2 separate regions of the Urocitellus parryii genome follow, and region 2 is linked to region 1. The links are chromatin contacts, called in public Hi-C maps. All regions are on one chromosome and are shown on one strand. Each heading gives the region's core, a stretch centred on a gene start, on an enhancer-like site or on the middle of the called end of the contact. The rest is flanking DNA. Distances are from core to core; before and after follow the strand shown. Region 1 holds the start of Ube3d (ubiquitin protein ligase E3D). Region 2 holds the start of Ibtk (inhibitor of Bruton tyrosine kinase).

The links. A called contact is a pair of places that touch in the nucleus more often than the background predicts.
Region 2: a Hi-C map of muscle shows a contact between it and region 1, with 4 times the contacts expected there. The contact joins the promoter of Ibtk here to the promoter of Ube3d in region 1. A contact is called at or near these places in 2 of 2 Hi-C or Micro-C datasets (liver and muscle).

Annotation. Positions count from the first base shown.
Region 1 is chr8:75,564,196-75,570,841 of mUroPar1.hap1, reverse strand. Ube3d (ubiquitin protein ligase E3D) reads right to left here and starts at 3,470. Exons shown (of 10, transcript XM_026411003.2): 1 at 3,261-3,470. The coding sequence starts at 3,337.
Region 2 is chr8:76,199,525-76,206,562 of mUroPar1.hap1, reverse strand. It overlaps Ibtk (inhibitor of Bruton tyrosine kinase), which reads right to left and starts at 4,545. Exons shown (of 29, transcript XM_026411484.2): 1 at 3,248-4,545.

The DNA.
Region 1 (6,646 bases), core at 2,221-4,720:
CCAGAGAAGGGAAAAAATGTGCTGTAGTTGTGTACAAATGAGTCAAAATGCATTCTGCTGTCATATATACCTAATTAAAATAAATTAATTAATTTTTAAAAAGATTAGGAATAAGAATATACTCAATCATATCAATATTTACACTAGCAATAAATGTTCAGGGAATTCTAATTAAAATGCAGAGATTGTCAAAATGGATTTGAAAAAAACACCCAGCTGTTTTGAAAAACAGTTGAAAAAATTTTAAAAAAATATATGTATATATAAAGACAAGTTAAAAGTAAAAAGGTAGTCAGGCATGGTGGCACACACCTATAATCCCATCAGCTCAGGAGGCTGAGACAGAAGGATTGCAAGTTTGATGCCAGCCTCAGCAACCCTAAAAAACTTAGTGAGGCCCTGTCTCAAAATAAAAAATAAAAAGGGCTGAGGATGTGGCTCAGTGTTTAATCCTTGGTACAAATAGTATAGTAAATTAATTTCTGATAAAGATACTAAATTATTTCAATGAGAGAAATAATGGTCTTCTTGACTAATCGTGATATAACACCATTCCATTCTACAGAAGATATATTCATTTAGAAGAAAATAAACACCCCTATCCAACTCACTGCAAATAAAAAAAATGAATTCATCATCCATAGATCAAAACACAAAAGGTAAAACTATAAAACTTCTAAAAAGTAGGCCAGACATAGTGGCGCACCAGTCTATAGTCTCAGCTACTTGGGAAGCTAAGGCAAGAGGATCACTTGGGCCTGGAATTCAAGGGCAGCCTGGGCAACACAGTGTAACCACATCTCTAATAATAGCAATTAAAAAAAAAAAAACTTAAGAAAAAACTCTCTACAAACTTTTTTTATTACAAAATATTAGTGAAGCCAGACACAGTGGTGTACACATATAATCCCAGCAACTCAGGAGGCTGAAGCAGGAGGATCACACCTTCAAAGGGCAGCCTCAACAACTTAATGAGATCCTATCCCAAAATAAAAAAAAAATAAAAAAGGACTGTAGCTCAGAGGCAAAACACCCCTGGGTTCAATGCCCAGTACCAAAACCCCAAAAATGTTATATAAAAAAGTGATAAACTAGACTTCATTAAAATTAATTTTTCTGTTTATCAAAAGACACCAACTTAGCCTTTTTTTTTTTTTTAAAGAGAGTGAGAGAGAATTTTTTTTTAATATTTATTTTTTTTAGTTCTCGGGGGACACAACATCTTTGTTGGTATGTGGGGCTGAGGATCGAACCCGGGCCGCACACATGCCAGGCAAGCGCGCTAACGCTTGAGCCACATCCCCAGCCCACCAAGTTAGCCTTGAGCCATTCGCTGAAGTTGGGCACATTCAGCTCTAGTTTACTTGAATGTTACTTTCACTTTCACTTTCAATAAATTTACCTTTTGTTTAAAAAAAGAAAAAAAAAATACCACATGTTGAGCATGCCTAATTCAAACATTCAAAATCAACTAAAATGGAAAAGTTTCAGATATTAGACAATTCCAAACTGAGAATTTCAGATCAGAGACGCTCAACAAGTAAAGTACATGTAATTATGCAAGAAAACTAGAGGATATTTGTAAAAGAAAATGTTTGAATTGCCAAAAAGCATATGAAAAGGAGCTCAATGTTATTAGTCATCTGAGAAATGCAAATTAAAACCATGAGATGCTACTTTATATCCACTAGAATGGTTCAAACCAAAAAGACTGATGATACTAAATGCAGGCAAGAATGTGAAGAAAATTGAAGCTCCCCTCTGGTGAGTGTGTAAACTGGTATAATCACTTTGGAGAACTGTTCAGAAGTCTCTCACAAAGAAGTGCACACATCTATCATATGACTCAGCAATTTCACTATAAAGTATTGACTCATGGAAAATGAAAATATATGGGGCTGGGGATGTGGCTCATGCACGCGGCACTGGGTTCGATGCTCAGCACCACATAATAATAAAATAAAGATGTTGTGTCCACTGAAAACTAAAAAATAAATATTAAAAAAATTCTCTCTCTCACTCTCTCTTAAAAAAAAAAAAGAAAATATATGTCCATCAAAAGTCGAAAACAATGTTATGGCAACAGTACTCAACTTGGAAACAAGCAAAACTTCTAGCAATAGAATGTATAAATGATTTGTGGACCATTCATTTGATGGAAAACTACTCAGCAAGAATAAAGATCTTTCTTGCAGTGCTAGGGACTGAACTCAGGCCTCCAGCATGCTAGCCAAGTATTCTACTGAGCTACACTCCAGCCAGAACTCATGATTTTTGAAAGAAAGAAGGGAAAAAATCCAGAAGTACTAATACCCGCATTTTAAAATTGAAGAAAGTCAGATCAATTTAACCTATCTTCAAGGAAGCTAGGATTTGAAGTCAGTTCTCATCCCAAATCCAAAACCTCCACACCAGATCTTGGCAGATTTAAAGAAAAGATGAAAAGTTGAGCATCTATCTAGCGGTGGCACTGTATAATAAAAAATTTCAGGATCTTAACTTCTCACTTATTCTATTTGAAAGAGCTGTCAAAAGGAAGTAGGCGACAGGGCCACAAACCATTAAAATTGCTGACAATAAGAGAACTTTTTTTTTTTTCCAAGAAATTCTTGTCAATATAGTGAATAATAAAAGTTTGCAGACTTCTCATTGGAACTTGGAAAACGAATAAAAGATAATGAGCTCCAATAAGAAGTCTGCAATCCCTTTTAGGCATTCACTGAACATGGGTTTATTGATTGTGTCCCTCAGTTCCTCTGTATTGAGCAGTTTGGGAAGAGAAAACAAACAACCTCCAAAATCCCCAAATGGAGGTTATTTACAAAACAGGAAGCCCAACATTGGAAGTGATCTTTACATGGATGATCCTGAATAAAGATAGTCAGGCATTTTTTATGGTTTTATTGGAAACGCCTGATACTGCCAATGGTGTTTTACGTCACTCTTCCTCAAACTTCAACATGCATTTGAATCCAGGGAATATTGTCAGAAGTCTAAGTTTTGCTTCAGCAGATCTGGTGTGGCGCTGAAACCCCGAACTTCTAAAATGCTCCCAAAAGATGTGCCGGCTGTCAGTCACGGGGAGGGAGTGGTGCTTCGCTCCGAGTAATCATGACGTGCAAACAGCTAGAAACAGGAAACTCAAAATCCGTGGTTCTGAGGGAGGCGGAGAATGCCGCTGGACTCGGCGGCAGGAGCGCGAGCTGGGCTCTGCCTAACCGGGTCTTACCCCAGGATCAGCACTCCCAGCCCGGCCTTACCCCACGATCAGCAGCGCGCTCTGCAGCCGTCTGCGCACCTCCACGAACACACGCGTCTCCACCGCACTGGCTTCCATCGCCAGCACCCGGTCCGCCCTGGATTGAGACGGAGGTTCTCACGAACCCGGGCCACCAGGGACAGGAGCAGTTGCACGTGCAGCTGAAATAGAGGAGGCGACCACAGTGGCAGCTGCAGCACCAGATCGCTCGGCTGGCGCCCTCTGTCAGCCCACAGCGCCGCCTGCCGGGCGGAGAGTGCGCCTCCTTAAGGTCGCGGCCCCACCCCCGGAGCACATTCTCAAAACCCGCTGAGAAAACTGATGGCCAGAGCCAGGTTACACTTCCTAAAAGCACCACCTACCGGGTTAGCCTCCCTGTAAAAGGATTATAAAAATCGACGGTCGTGGGGCACACTCTAGCTAGTTTGCTTAGGCATGAGATAATGGACGGAAGTGATCAGGTGGACTCTGTCCCTAGGAGGGGACAATCAGAAATAGGGTCTTTTGTTAGCCTCTGAGACAACAAAAATGTGAAAGATCAACTTGGCATTGCTTCTCAGTTTAAACAGGATAGCTTCAAGATTGAAATAGTTTCAAAATGTAAGGAAGTTTTCTGCTACCTATATAAAAGAGTGTGATTCAAGTCTAGTATTTTAAATTAAAGGATCAATCATTCATATAACTTGGAATAATTCCAGATAACACATTTCTACTATTTTACAAAGTAAAGACTACCTCAGATAAATCAGAATTTCGTTACAAGATAATTTTTGAAAGTTTACTAAAGGATCTACTATAATATACATACTTATAATGCAGAAATGTAAAAATATAAGATCACAGTAGAATTTCAAAAGGACTTCTTTAAAAACAAAGAACACTTATTTTAAAAGAAAAAAATGATGGTTTGTATAAAAAATTCTGTTTATTGATGCTTCATTTTATCATTTCAAAGTCATAATTACTACACACCAAACTTGAAGCATATCAGTTTAAAAAAATCCTTAAAATCTATAAAGATACTGGATTAAGATAATTTTTCTAAAATCAGTTTTTGGAGTTTTAAACTTTATGGTATTTGCTGCACAAATTCTTGTTCCGTCAGAATAATTTGAAATCATGCATGGAACTTGGTAAAAATAAATTAACTTGGTAAAATTTAGTAAAAAAAATAAACTTTTCTATTCGTTTTCAACTATTTCGTCTATTTAATGGATGATGATCACTTGATATACTATTCCATCATTAACCCCCAAGGCTGTCATAAATACTGACATATCAAAATAGATAACATTCTTAAAACAGCATATTTTTTAGAACAGCATGTTCTTAACAATTAATGTTTTATTAGCTTAAAAGAGTGTTATATTCAACAAATAGTGCTGGGAAAATTGGATATCCATATGCAATAAAATGAAATTAAACCCCTATCTCTCACCATTCACAAAACTCAACTCAAAGTGGATCAAGACTAGGAATTAAACCAGAGACTCTGGGTCTGATAGAAGAAAACTAGGCCCAAATGTCCATCATGTGAGATTAGGCCCTGACTTCCTTAATAAGACTCCTACAGCACAAGAATTAATATCAAGAATCGGGCTGGGGATGTGGCTCAAGCGGTAGCGCGCTCCCCTGGCATGCGTGCGGCCCGGTTCGATCCTCAGCGCCACATACCAACAAAGATGTTGTGTCCGCCGAGAACTAAAAAATAAATATTAAAAAAAAAATTCAAAAAAAAATATCAAGAATCAATAAATGGGATGGACTCAAACTAGAAAGCTTCTTCCCAGCCAAAGAAACAATCAGTGAGGTGAATAGACTACAATTTGGGAACAAATTTGTTTTTAAATATTTTGTTTTAGTTATAGTTGGATACAATACCTTTATTTTATTTTTATGTGGTGTTGAGGATCAAACCCAGGGCCTCACCCATGCTAGGGGAGCGCTCTACCGCTGAGCCATAACTCCAGTGCCAGGAACAAATTTTTAACATATGCACATGAGATAGAGCACTAATCTCTAGATATATAAAGAACACATAAATCTTAACACCAAACCCACAAATAACCCAATCAATAAATGGGCCAAGGAACTGAACACTTTTCAAAAGAAGATATACACTCGATCAACAAATATATGAAAAAATGTTCAACATCTCTAGCAAGTTAGAGAAATGCAAATCAAAATTACTCTAAGATTTCATCTCACTCCAGTCAGAATGGCAGCTATTAATAATACAAACAACAATAAGTGTTGGCGAAGATGTGGGGGGAAAGGCACATTCATACATTATTGGTGGGAATGCAAATTGGTGCAGCCAATATGGAAAACAGTATGGAGATCCCTTGGAAAACTGGGAATGAAACTGAAGCCAGATTTAAAGTTAGGTAGTCAGTGTAGTTAGGTAAATCGGGTCTAATATCGAGTAAGATCCAAAATAGAGGCCATGTTTAGAATGAATTCTGGGAAAAAGTTGAACAACTCTTGGAATGTTAATGAAGTCCAGGAAAAGTCCAAGGCCCAGAGCCCATCCCAAAGAAGTGTTAATAAACAGCCCCCAGCAAACTTGAAGATGCTGACTCAGAAGTCCTTCCTGACCAGATTACTTCTTTGGCTCACCTGGGCCCCACCCTCGGACCTTCCCACCTACATTCCATCACTGAAAGAACTATAAAAAGGGGAAACAACCGCACTTCCACGGATTCCATCTCTGGGTCCCCTTCTTCCTCCGGGAGAAGTCTTTTCTGCTGTCCTTTAATAAACTTCTAGTTTCCACTCTGACCTTGCCTCAGTGTGCTTCTCTGGTGTTATTCTTCAATATTGGGGAAGCAAGGAGTCTTCACCAGTCAACAGGGGTAACAAAACCACCAGCTGACCCAGCTATCCTACTCCTTGGTCTATACCCAAAGGATTTAAAAGCAGCATACTATAGGGACACGGACACATCAATGTTTATAGCAGCACAATTCACAATAGCTAAACTATGGAACCAACCTAGAGGCCCTTCAATATATGAATGGATAAAGAAACTGTGGTATATGTACACAATGCAATATTATTCAGCATTAAAAGAGAATAAAATCATGGTATTTGCAGGTAAATGGATGGAATTGGAGAATATAATGCTAAGTGAAGTTTGCCAATCCCCAAAAACCAAATGCCCAATGTTTTCTCTGATTTAAGGGTGGGGAGGGCATGGGAAGATTAGATGAACTAAAGATAGGGCAAAGGAAGGGGAGGGATAGGGAAGGGGCATGGGGGTAGGAAAGATGGTGGAATGAGATAGACATCATTACACTAAAACATGTATGAAGACACGAATGGTGCCACATATGTACAACGAGAAATATGAAAAATTTTGCTCTGTATGTGTAATACGAGTTATAA
Region 2 (7,038 bases), core at 3,296-5,795, 630 kb before region 1:
ATGAGTATATAGCTATTTTACTATTGAGTGAACAAAATTCATTATCTATTACACAATTCCTACCATCAATGGGTCATAGTTTGATAGAGGAGACCCTTTCTATTTAAACAAGTAAAAAAACATATATTATAAACCTGTGGTCAAATAAAATAAGTGACATATGAATGAAGAGTGGAGAAGAGGAATACAGGAAAGATTTCCTATAGGTATATAAATAAATTTTTAAAGATGAGTATGTGTTTGCCTGATAAACTTTAGGAGGGATTATTTCTCAAAGCAGAATGGTACACATAAAAGACTAAAATCATCTTAGTCCATTCTAAAAATTCCAAATAATTCAAAAGTCAGAAAAGACTGAGTCCTAATATATACAAGGATGGGTCAGATTTTGAACAGCTTCATGTGTTTTTCCATGGGGATAAAGAAAGCAGGCAATTCAAAGATATAAATAGAATCTTGAGTTGACAAGGTGTGGTGATAACACCCAGGTTTCTGGCTTGGATGATAGGCCAACTAAGAGGAGGAGTTACAGGCAAATATTTTGGAAATCAGAAAAATAAAACAAACCTAAGCAAAAAACAAATAACATTAAAGGTGAAAATTTATTATCACATGATCAAGTGTTGAAGGAAAATTGAGTTAGGAGGCAATTGTTGAACCTTGAATACTGGTCTACCACAAAGGTTTTAGCCAGTTGAAAGTGAGCCCTGAACAATGGCTCACAAAGTTTCTTATCCTTGTTTAACAGCTCAGTTAACTTCCTAAAACATTAGTCAGATCATGCTATTCCCTAACATATCCAAGACCAAAATGAACCAATACTCATATCTCATGTGTTAAAAATAGCCTCAGGACCTCAAGAAATTTCAGTTAGATCTGGGGATCATACAGCATATCAAATTCAGAATACCTAAGCTAGCAACTAGGTTCAACACTAACTAGATGAGAAACCATGGGCACATAACTTAATTTCTTGAAACTTCAGTTCATTTGTAAGGAGAAAACAACTATTTAACTTCTAACTTGGTTTTAAAAATTAAATGTGACAAATCACGCATCTGGTAAGCAAGATGACAAAATGGCGTAACTATATGAAAGTTCTTTTTGATTGGAATGCTTTTCACCCAAATCTTTATAAGGTTAACACTTCCTCATGGCTTATAAACATAATACTTCGAGCTTTCATATGAACACGTTCACAGCTTTATTTATATTAAATGATCCTCATTTCAGCCTCATCATTGCCCCTATAAATATGACTACCTTCATTTTACAAGGAGAAATAAGTAGTCTATCCAAAAATCACACCGAAAGAAAATGAACACTCTACATACTGCCTATTTCACCCTATCAAGCTGCTCTATCAAAATGCAGTGAAAGAGAATTCTTCAATAAAAAGTAGTATAGTGCAGTACGAAAAAACTATCCCAATTTTGGGTTGTATGTATTGGGTTGCTACATGCAAAACCCTGGGCAAGTATGTTAAGCTCCCTAACCCTCAATTTCTTCATTTGTGAAATGATAATAATAAACTGTCTGCTAAGTGTAGAAATTATGTATCAGAGATGTTGAATAAGTAACTAAAATCATACTACCAATAATTAGGGAGTTGGAATTCAAATGCATATCTGTTTAATGACAAATTCATATGTACATAAAGATTTTAAGCTTATCTTAAGGGAAAGGAGGGGAGAAATGCTATACTTATTTCTCACAAAATACGTTCAATAAGCAGGCTTACTGGTTTAAAGTGCTCTTTAAAACCAAAATATTCTCCCAATAAATTTGTATACATATAAATAAATGTTATAAGCTGCCGATTACTGACTCATAATCAAAGAATTTAAAACATTTTCTGTTGACCCTAAAATTAGCTTTTAAAATACAGACACAATTTAGCAAATTAGTAATTCAGATTTTTAAAATTTTATTTTATTCTACAGTTTTCTCAAATATTCTCTGGGTACAAGATCTGGAAACTTCAGTTCAATACTTCATCAGTGCATTATCTAGTTTTGCAATACAGAAATCGCCCAAATATTAGGGGGCAAGCACATCTCTAAATGTGGCAAAGAATTATGCCCCTCTTGATGATGGCAAATTAGTTTTGTATCATTTATAATAGTTAATCAAGTAAACTGAGTTTCTTTAGTTTAAAGATACATTCACATGTAGAGTGCTGAATTTATAGTCCAGAAGCATTTTAAATTAAAAATGTAGTAAGTGCCTTACACAGAACTTAGCATACTGAAAGTCTCTAATATTTGTCAATTTTTTAATAGAACACAGCCATTTTTCATCTTTTGTTGACTAAAGTTTTTTGAATATCTGTTTTGTGATTTTTTTTTTATTTTTAGAAAACATTCTTTCTGTCCTCACCTACCTTACTCCAGATTTTGAAACAAAAATCAAGGAATCCAAAATAGTAAAAAAGGGAAATGATAAAAAAAAAAAAAAGCCAATGCTTGCACAATATAAGCAGAGAAACACTACCCACTCATAAAAGTAACATCCTTTCATTACTTCTGATGAATTTTCAATTTCAAATGCCCCAATTCCAAGCATACGAAAGAAGGTGCTACTCAACCTCAGCTTCCTGAAAAACATAGCGTCGGGATAACATAACTTAAGTTCTAGAACTATGTTGGAAAACAAGCGACAAGGATGGCCTGTGACGGGCGTTCTCTATTTCGTATCAGAACAACAACGCTTCTAGAACCTGAAAGCTAATAAGAGCACTGTCTTCCGCACTTCTCAAACAAGCCGCTGTTCCTTTTTTAACATAGTTGTCAATTCCCACCTAACTTCACGACCTGCTCTCCGACAGTCTCCAGAGTGGACTCAAACTTTGGAACTCCACGAAGGGGGTAAAGGGGCCAAGGGCGCCACCAGGAATGGTTTCCAATCCCGGGTTTAAAGAGAAGTGACACTGGGAATGCAACAATGTTGGAGGGCGTGTCAGGCAGAAATGCAACGTAGCAAGTGGCCTGAACAGGCCATTCATTAGCTGAGGGGGGCGGTGGAGAGGAGACGGCAGAGGGCCACTGGGTCGGCCCGCGCTAGTTCACAAGAACCTCAGCGGCCTCTGGGGCGCGGAGTAACCTCCCCGTGGTCGACTCGCGCCACCAGCGTCCGCGGTCACCCGCACCCTCTGAGAGGCGAGAGCTCTCCCACGGCCGAGTGACTGGCGGGACGCCGTCACCTCAGCCCGCTGAACAGCGTCGGGCCGCGCGGAGCCCTCCCTCACCAGTCGCTAGATGAAACTGCGCCGGTGGTCTCCGCGGGGTGGACGCACAGCAACACAGGAACTCATCCTCAGTGAAGGCAGTAGGAGAAACTAAACGGCGCCAGGAGGTGCCGGTCCCCAGACCCCGGTCGGCTCTGGAGGCGGCTGCAGCTACAGCCGCGACTACGGGCACCGGGAGGAGGGCTGGGAGAAAGGGCCCGAGCGGGCGGGACCCAGGAACAAGATGGGTGTTGATTGGCTGGGGCTCATGTATGCCTTACGGCCATTGGCTGGTGCCTGCCCAGAAGGCCTAGCGTGGCAGCACCCAACTGTGGCCTTTGCCTGGCGTCCCGGAGTTGCTTGACCCTGCCGGCCTTGGGGCTGCGGGCTGGCCGAGAGTGGCGAAAGTCCGTCGGGGTGGATTCTAGGCCAGCAGCGATGAGGAAGTGTTCCTCTCGAGGTCAGCTGTTGCTCATATAGAAACGTCGCTTTCCCGGCAGCTCAATACGGAAGACAAACCCGGGGTAGCGAAGATGCGGGGAGACCTGGCCGCGTGCCTTGGGCATCTGATCGCACGCAAAGTGGAGTTTCCTCGTGTAACATTAGCAGTGTGGGTCAGTGGAAAACCAAAGGCGTCGTCTCTGGAAGACAGCCTAACCACGCTGACCCTCTGGTACACCCGGATTATCCCAGAGTCAGAAGGCGTCACTCCCTTCCTAGATCGCCACTAGCACGACCAGCTGCTGACTTGGGTCATGCCACCCTGTGCCTAACGCCAGGCTTACAGGAAGTTTTTCCCCCATATAACTCTGAATCTAAGGGCTGTTTTTAAAGTTGCTTAGTGAGAAGTATTAGGAAAGACAGCCAATAATCAATATCGAATGGTAAAAATACTTCTGCCTAGTGCCTAATACAGTAGGCACTCAGTAAATATTTGTTCAAGGAGGGGTAGTATGACTCAAACAATAGACGTCAGCATTTAGCTGAACCTCTGCCACGTTGTGTATTGTACAAGCCTCTTAATCTCATCTATTAAAAGCAGTTGGACTAGATGTCTTCTTACTTCCTACTTTGTAACCTTTGTGGGAGGCCAAGTTACTAGCCCAAACCTACACAAGCTAGTTAGTGAAGAAGGAAGGGAGACTAATTGGGATCCAGCTCTCCTGCTTCTCCCAGTACAAAGTCTGTCGTTTCTTTGCTCCCCTACTTACTACTTTGGCATATAACAAAAACCAATCTGTAATGTAAAAACAGTGATTTTGAAAGTAAGCTGTATATGCTGACTTCAAACTCACGAATAAAGAAGCCAGTACTGGCGAACAAAGCTAAAGATGTAAATAAAAGCATTGATCTGAGTTCAAAACGTTTATCTGTCTCTTATTTGTATCTGAGCAAGTTAATTGATTTTTCTGAAATCTCAATTTCCTCATTTGCAGAGTGAGAACATTGATGCATTTTGAGATAGTAAAAATGCAATTATAGAAATATATAGCACTTAGCAGAGTGCCTAGCACACAATAACACTTCCTAAACATTGCTACTTTTATAAATATTTTCTTAGCAGCTTAATGATTCCAAGCATCCTTCACTTAAAAATTGCGAAGTTTCAGACACTTATAAGCACTGAGGATCCAATAATGATCAAATAGACTCAGATAATCCTAACATAAAAATAAATTGCAACTTTTACAAGTATGTCAAAGAATATACCATGATAGATTTTATCTGACGTTCCAAAGACATATCACATGAATTAATATCAGAAGAATGATCAGGAGATAACTAGGTAAATGAGGAAATAAAGAACATCTGAGGCCAAGAAATGTGGAATTGCTCCTATTTTCCCTGTAAAATAAGGTGCTTTTCAATACCTTTCAAAGGTATTGTTATTTGCAGTGCAGAGTATTGAAATAATAAGGAAACTACAAATGAAATACAGCTGAATAAAAAATGTAGTTGTGGTTAGGAGAGAAGAAATAAAAATTGGTCATTTTTTTAAATGTGTTTACACATAAGGGATTGAATGGGTTAAAATATAACCACAACCATGATTAATTCTGTGTAGTGTAAGAATGGGTAATTTTTAATTTCTGTCATTTTCTGTTTTGTAATTTTCACTGCAATAATTGTTACTTGGGTGATTGAAAAGTCAAAGTTTGGAAAAATAATTGACTAGAATTTATAGATTAGACTAACAGAAGAAATAAAATTAGAGATGGCTTTGGAAGATTGTGGTGATTGAGAAAAGACAATTATAAGAATAATCTAGGCATTGGGAGTGGAACAGAAAATTAAATCACATAGCATCTGCAATAAACTCCATAGATGCCATATTTTTTCAAACACTACTCTTCATAATCAAAAACGCTACTTCCTTATTATATGATTGGGCTGTCTTTCAAGTTGCATGGGTAAGGAATTACACAGCTGCCCCAATAGATAGAAATCCAAACCTGATTAGGTTCTACAAGAACGGGGTCAGCAGTATAACTGACCTCTTAGAAATGCCTGAGAGCTTATTGTTTAATTTCTTCTTCAGATGGTCTTTCACAAGAGAATACTTGCTGGCTGTGACTTCCTGAAGGACATCTTAGCTTTGGCCGTTAGAGAAAGTAGCATTGAGGCATCTGCCTCAAGCACAAAAATTCCAAAAGCCTAATGTATTCCTATTGGCGTGGATTAAATGAAGAGTCAAGTATATCATGATTAACAATCTCTGAATTCATATGAATGAAACAGAATAAGGAGTAATTCCCCCAAAGAAGACAGGGTATGGCACGCAGAGAGACAAAGATAGTTTTAACAATAGGCTATTCTATTTTTTGTTAAACATTTTTTATTCTAATTTGTTATATATGACAGCAGAATGCATTACAATTCACATTACACATATAGAGCACAATTTTTCATACCTCTGGTTGTAAAGTATGTTCACACAATTTATGTTTTCATACATGTATTTAGGGTAATGATATCCATCTCATTCCACCATCTTTTTTACCCCCATGCCCTCTGCCTTCCCCTTTCACCCCTTTGCCCTATCTAGAGTTCATTTAATCCTCCCTGCTCACCCTCCCAACCCCACTATGAATCAGCCTCCTTATATCAGAGAAAACATTCAGCACTTGGTTTTAGGGAATTGGCTAACTTTACTTAGCATTATATTCTCTAACTCCATCCATTTACCTGCAAATGCCATGATTTTATTCTTTTTTATTGCTGACTAATATTCCACTGTGTATATATACCACATTTTTTTATCCATTCATCTACTGAAGGACATCTAGATTGGTTCCACAATTTAGCTATTGTGAATTGTGCTGCTACAGACTTTGGTGTGGCTATGTCCCTGTAGTATACTGTTTTTAAGTCCTTTGTGTATAGACCAAGGAGTGGGAAGCTGGGTCAAACGGTCGTTCCATTCCCAACTTTCTAAGGAATCCCCTGTACTGTTTTCCATAATGGCTGCACCAATTTGCAGTCCCACCAGCAATGTATGAGTGTGCCTTTTCCCCCATATCTTCACCAACACTTATTGTAGTTTGTCTTCATAATAGCTGTCATTCTGACTGGAAGAGATGAAATCTTAGAGTAGTTGTGATTTGCATTTCTAATTACTAGAGATGTTGAACATTTTTTTTATATATTTGTTGATTGATTGTATTTCATCTCAGAGAGGTGTCTGTTCAGTTTCTTGGCCCATTTATTGATTGGGCTATTTGTGTTTTTTTGTATTTAGCTTTTTGAGTCCTTTATATGCCCTAGAGATTAATGCTCTATCTGATGTGTGAATGGTAAAAAATTGCTCCCAA